2 separate regions of the Mus musculus genome follow, and region 2 is linked to region 1. A link is a contact called in public HiChIP or PLAC-seq data. All regions are on one chromosome and are shown on one strand. Each heading gives the region's core, a stretch centred on a gene start, on an enhancer-like site or on the middle of the called end of the contact. The rest is flanking DNA. Distances are from core to core; before and after follow the strand shown. Region 1 overlaps Tmem163 (transmembrane protein 163). Region 2 overlaps Acmsd (amino carboxymuconate semialdehyde decarboxylase).

Region 1 (3,046 bases), core at 39-2,538:
GGCCCTCCTCTGCCTGGCAACAAGTTTTAGCCTTTCCCTTTTTGGAAGGTGGGAATCCAATTTTGGGGGCACCACTCTTCTGTAGTCTGGTAGCCAAGGTGAAGATGGGCATAGTGTCTCTGTTCTGGCTAGTTTTATGTCAACTTGACACAAGGTGGAGTCATCAGAGAGGAGGGAATCTCAATTGAGAAATTACCTCCATCAGATCAGGCTATAGTCAGGCCTGAAGGGCATTTTCTTAATTAGTAATTGATAGGGGAGGGCCCAGTCCATTGTGGGTGATACCATCCCTGGACTGATGGTCCAGGAGTCTATAAGAAAGCAGGCTAAGCAAGCCATGGAGAGCAAGCGAGTAAGCAGCACCCCTCCATGGCCTCTGCATCAGCTCCTGCCTCATTGGAGTTCCTGTCCTGATTTCTTTTGCTGATGAACCATAGTGTGGAAGTGGAAGCTGAATAAGCCCTTTCCTTCTCAAGTTGCTTTGGTCATGGTGTTTCATTGAAGCAGTGATAGTCCTAACTAAGACAGTCTATTTAGATATCTTCATTCCTATCAGGAGGGTATAGAAGCAGGCTTTGAAGTACTTGTATTAACAATTCCTAAACAACATAGCCAGTTTGACCAGCTTGAAGCTGCACTCCCTCTAAGGCTTCTCAGGCAGGAACAGAATTCAACTTTTGTTGGGGAAGTCCAACCTCTGCTTGATTCTTCTCTGTGGGTCGCCTTGAGGCAACACAGATACCTGAGGTAGAAACTTGGTCACACAGAGACCTGACAGTCCTGTAGACCTGCAGATTCCCAGAGGAGAGCGTCAAGCTGAGCTGCCAGCTGTGTCCCTTGGCATTGGAAGCATGTGTGGTGTTGGGGGAGTATTGCTACACAGACTTAATTTACACGTGTTCTCAAAGAAACCAGAGGGAGTTTTAGCTTAACAAGGAGTCTCCGTGTGCCAGGCCCAGCCTAAAGATGTTACCGTTTGATGATTTAGACCCTCTGTGATGCAAAAGCCTTGTTGGAAACTTGTTTGTTTTTGTTTTTTGTTTTTTGTTTTTGTTTCTCATGAAGCTTGTAATGTGGTAAGTGTGTGTGTGTGTCTGTGTGTCTGTATGTGTGTCTCTGTGTGTGTGTACATGTAGAGGCCAGAAGCTGATGTAGATGTCTTTATCACACTTCACCTTATTTTTGAGATAGGGTCTCTCACTCAACCTGGAGCTCACTGATGTGAGTCTGCCTGGGGGTGGGGTGGGGGGTTGTCCTCTTGTTTCCTCCTTGCCCTGTGTTGATAAAACAAACACATGCCATGACATCACACCCATTACTTTTTTACATAGATGCTAGAGATAGAACCAGGGTCTTCATGATTTCACGGCAGGGATCTTGCCCACCAAGCATCTCTCCAGTCATGGGATATCAGCATTCTTGAGAGGGCCAGTGGGTATCAAGGCAGCGATGAACCAGTCCTCCCTGTACCTTTCCTTATCTCCTTCCTAGGAGAAAAACCATAAAGGGGAGAGTCACAATTACTCACTTCCTAAATCCCAGCATGAATCACTGTTAACATTTCAGTCATGCTCGGAGGGAGCCTGCTTTTCCCTCCTGTGTACGTACTTCGATATTGTGTGACTAATCGTCTTAAAAACAGAGCAGGACAGAAGGCTAGAGCTCCTTTTGACAGATGCCCTCATTAGCCTTGTCTCTGTCAGGGTGAGCTAGTCTCTTTTCTGCATTTAATATATACCTCTCCTATTCTTTCATTATATTATCCTACCCCCCTCCATATGCTTGTGTGTGCGTGTGTATATGTTCATGTGTATATTTGTGCATGTGTGTGCAGGTGGAGGTGGAGGCCAGAGCAGCCTTATATATTGTTGCTCAAGCTTCATCTTCTTTGAGGCAGGGCCTCTCACTGGCCTGGAGCTCAGCAGTTAAGGGCTGGCTGGCCACTAAGCTCCAGGGATCCTCTTGGCTCTACCTCCCTAGCTGGGATTAAAAGTGTAGTGTGTACCCACTTACCTGGCCTTTTGTGTGAGCCCTGGGGATCTAACTTAAGCCCACAGGCTGGTACAGGCAATGTAGCTTCTAAGCTGTCTCTTCAGCTCCGTTACAGAGCTTGGATAAAGAGACCGCTTTCTCTTAAATTAACTTTGTATTTATGCTTTGTCAATTTCATAGACGCATATAATGTATTCTGATCATATTCACCCCATTCCCTTTTGAAAAAAAATCTACTATCCACTCTTCCTTTAAAAAACCTCCTCTTCCTCCCCCTACTTTAATGTTCTTAAAAAAAAAAAAAACCCACTGAGTTTAATTAGAGTTGCTTGTGTGAACCTGGGTAAGGAGTCATTTATGGGATCAGGGGCAACTTATCAGTGGCCACACTACTGAAGAAAAGTGATGTCCCTGCTGCAGTAGCCATTGACTGTTGAGAGCAACTCAGCTAAGGAGAAAATCACTTCCTACTTGCTCAAAATATCTACCAAAAAAGAGAAATTACATCTGATTTTTCTAGTGTGGAAACAGAATACATGCAAATGAGCAAACCTGTGAACAGCTCCTTTAAGGAGTGTGTCGGATCTTGTCATGTAATTCCAATTCTGACTCCATTCAAGCCTGCTGTCTTAATGTTGTGCATGTCCCCAGAAGAATGTGTGGACCTGGGGCCTCTGGGTAAACTAAACTTGAGTCTGTGTTCCAGGAGGTGGAGGAATAGCTCCGTGGTTAAGAGCATGTCTGCTCTTGCAGAGGATCTCTGTTCAGTTCCCAACATCCTTATCTGGCAACTTACAACCGCCTGAACTCCAGTTTCCACTGACCCAACGCCCTGTTCTGACTTTTGGGGGGAATTTGTTCTCTTATGCACATAAATTCATACACACACACACACACACACTCACCCACACTTTAAAAAAGAATGTGTGAGAGTTAATTTTATGCAATCTGTTCAATGCTTAATTCATAGATGGAAAAAAAAAGAGCTTATTCTATAGAATTTAAAGAGGTTGTATATTGTGAGTAGCTTTGTGCTACTTTTTGGGGTCAATTC
Region 2 (3,309 bases), core at 449-2,948, 130 kb before region 1:
GAGGTAGCCATGACAGCTTTGTACTCTCTAAAATGCCCTGGTTATTCTCTCTCTACTACCCTAGAGATAGCCACATGGCATTTTCTTTCCACACAGCATGGATCAGTCCAGTTCTGTGGTTTCAATGCAGCCTCACTCACAGTAAGAAAATAACCAGGTGAGCTGGGATCAAGGGCATGTGTCACCGTCACCTAGCTGAAAGACCTTGTTTAAAAAAACAAAAAACAAAAAAAAAAAAAACAAAAAAGGCAGATGGTACCGGGGAACAATACCCAACATTGTCCTTGGCCTCCACACACACACACATATACAAATAAACATGTTAACCATGCACACAAAAGAAAAGACCAGAACCATTTCTCTTCTTCAAATACTGTCCTCTATCCTCTCCTCACTCATGTATTCACAGGGAAGAGTCACATGAGAACACAGGGAGAAGGTGGCCATCCATGTGCTAGGAGGGAGCTCTCCCCAGAATCCAACCCCATCAGTACTATGCTCTTAGGTTGCCAGGCTCAGCCGTGAGAAGATGTAGCCTTAAGTCACTGAGGCATTTCCTTAGGCCGGTATGAACTGATACAAATAGGGTCTCACCTCCGTGTGCGAAGCACACTTTGAGTTTGGGAAACTTCTCAAACACCCCACCCATGATCATGGAGCAAATGGCCATGGTGGTCTCCGATGGCATTCCTAAAAGAGGAGACAGTTACTTGGTGTTGTGAGAAAGAAAGGTTTAGTGACACGTTTCAGTCACAGGAGTACCTGCAGAATGGCAGTTGAGTTGGGGAATTTTCAGTGATGTATAACATGGGGCCCCTCTGCTCCAGAAATGATTCAAATGTCTATAGGGCATTGCTTGGCCAAGAAAACTCATCTGAAGGTCCCTATTTGGTATTTCAGGGAGAGTAGTCTAAGAGATCGAACGGACAAAGAGCCTGGCTTTGGTCCTGATGAGGCATGCAAGCACTGGAGGTAGCTTAGCTTGGAATGCCTATTTGGTTGGGGTCATACACACCTGCCCTTGTAATAATGCACTTAATAGTCCAAGCCTTTGCTTGCACATGCTATGCACACACACGCACACACACACACACACACACACACACACACACACACACACACACACACACACACACAGACTTCTTCAAACAGTGAACCTAGCAACCTCAGAACTCCTAGGCCCCCTACCTGCATCAGATTACATCAACTGACATCTTTGAATGATGTTGTAAGCTTCCCCAGCCCTGGTTACAATCAAATTTAGATCCCTCCCCCCCATCCCTGAGACAGGGTTTCTCTGTATAGCCCTGGCTGTCCTGGAACTCACTCTGTAGACCAGGCTGGCCTTGAACTTAGAAATCCACCTGCCTCTGCCTCCCACATGCTGGGATTAAAGGCGTGCGCCACCACGCCTGGCTTTCAAGTGTATTCTTAACATATCCAGCTAGGAAGAACAGAAGGACCTATCTGGCCTGAACTGGTTTGAAGTACATATACAAAACTGTGGCATTTAGTAACCTATTAGGGAGAATCCTCTATTTGTCATCTTAAGATGGGCAGGTACATAATTAAAATAAAATGCATTATGGGAAGGGACATTAGCAGTAAGTGTTAGGTCCCAAACCCCAAAAGGCAGTGCCACTTGTCTCAAGATGAGTCTAGGCTCGGTTCAGGCTGATGAAGAAGGATCTTGGGTAAACAGATAAAAGCCCCCATTGCTCGCTCAGAGCCTATATTTCTCTCTGGCTCAAAGAGCTAGTTCCCTTATTTCTTTCAATCTCAGGCAACTGAGGCATCTAGTTACTATCAAAACCTACACTGACCTCCAGGCCCCTTTAGTCCTTTTTAGCTTGTAGCTATGGCGAGTTTCAAAGCCTCTGGGCTCTTCTGGCCCTAAGCTCCCAGGCCTTTCCAGCTTACAAGTTCTTCATCCCCTTAACCTTGCAGCTACCATGCTCCCTTTAAAACTGGCCACTCCCTTATCACCCCCCTCCCGCCCACTCTTTTTCTCTCTGCTCCTAAGAGATAGCACTGGCAGTTGCCAGTTAGTAGTCCCTCCTCCCTGTCTCCTGAGAGGTAGCCACAGCAGCTTTGGACCCCCCAAAATACCCCTGAATATTCTCTACTACCCTAGAGATTGTTACATGCCAGCTTCAAATTTATAATTAACCTTTTCTTTCCAGGCACTATGGATCAGTCCAGTTCCGTGGTTTCAATGCAGCCTCACTCACAGCAAGAAAATAAACATGAGCTAATACTTACTGTCATGTGGTAGCCCTTCACTCCTAATAGAGTTATTTTGCAAATCTATATGAGTTCTTACTTTCAGCTCCTTGGATAAGAGCCCAAGAAGCTGGAAGCATCTGGCCTGGCCCTGACTCTCCAGTGACATTTATTTGCCTTCAGTTTTCTTTTCAATATTAAGGATCAAACCCAGGTCCTTGTGCTTGCTAGGCAAGCACTCTACCCCGGAGCTAAGTCCCCAGCCTCTCTCCTTTCAGTTTTGGATGTGTGGAGTTAGGCTTCTGGGCAGGATAGACAGCTCTCGCCATTTTCTGCCTCTTGGCCTTGAGGAAATTGTTTGGTCCCAGCCTGTGTTGTATCACCAGAGGACGTTCCTTCCTGTCTTGTAGGACTTTTGTGCAGTTTTGTAAATAATGACATTAGTAAAGCTCCTGGTTATGACTTCACCTTGGAGGCAGTCAGCAAATATTAGTCAGCTCTCTAAATTTCCTCATCTGTGAGCTTAGGGAGATTGCCGGGTTCAAATTCTGCCAGTTAGACAAAAGTCAACATTCCTCAGGAAACTGTGAAGCCGGGCTCTCCTCTACCATTGGCAGAAGGGACAAAGGGCTATCTGTGGTAGCCATTAGCATACCAGAGTGCCCCCAGATCTCTCAGTATCACAGGTACCTGTTACACATTTCAGAGTCCTTGCAGGCATCCTGGCTCTTCCCCTTCTGCCTCTTACTCTGGTCCTTCTTCAGCTTAGAAGCTCCCCTCCCTGGCTTCTCATTCTCATTCTATTGCTGCTTAGTCTTAGCCTCTCATTTTCCTTCTCTTTGTCTTCATCTTTCGCTCTCCCCTATATTGCCTTCTCCTCTCATGGCTAAATCCAGTATGCTAGCTATGTTTAGTCTGTTACTTTCTCTGTTCTGGATTCTTCCAGATGCCTCTGGCTCATAGCTACCTGAATTCACATCTACATTGTTCTCTCTCTCACATCTATAATAAAACCCTTCCCTCAACTACACCTTGGAGTGGACATGGTATCAGTTTACACAGTAGTGATGGTTGGCTTCTGGCAAT

The links. HiChIP or PLAC-seq counts read pairs in DNA pulled down with a chosen protein or histone mark.
Region 2: a FOXA1 HiChIP or PLAC-seq map of pancreatic cancer cells shows a contact between it and region 1. The contact joins two enhancer-like sites. A contact is called at or near these places in 1 of 484 Hi-C or Micro-C datasets (pancreatic cancer cells), 1 of 115 datasets of contacts at active chromatin or transcription factors (pancreatic cancer cells) and 1 of 9 other capture datasets (pancreatic islet).

Annotation. Positions count from the first base shown.
Region 1 is chr1:127,621,078-127,624,123 of GRCm38.p6, reverse strand. The region is part of intron 2 of Tmem163 (transmembrane protein 163); the gene reads left to right. Among named protein-coding and RNA genes, the nearest start is that of Tmem163, 55 kb to the left of the region's middle. Within about 2 kb of position 1,288, at least 15 of the 459 cell types and tissues checked have an H3K27ac peak or open chromatin away from gene starts, as enhancers often do. A contact at or near this core is called in pancreatic cancer cells, where this site is marked.
Region 2 is chr1:127,755,385-127,758,693 of GRCm38.p6, reverse strand. It overlaps Acmsd (amino carboxymuconate semialdehyde decarboxylase), which reads right to left. Exons shown (of 10, transcript NM_001033041.2): 7 at 595-690. The region is part of intron 1 of 2900009J06Rik (RIKEN cDNA 2900009J06 gene); the gene reads left to right. Among named protein-coding and RNA genes, the nearest start is that of 2900009J06Rik, 17 kb to the left of the region's middle. Within about 2 kb of position 1,698, at least 36 of the 459 cell types and tissues checked have an H3K27ac peak or open chromatin away from gene starts, as enhancers often do. A contact at or near this core is called in pancreatic cancer cells, where this site is marked.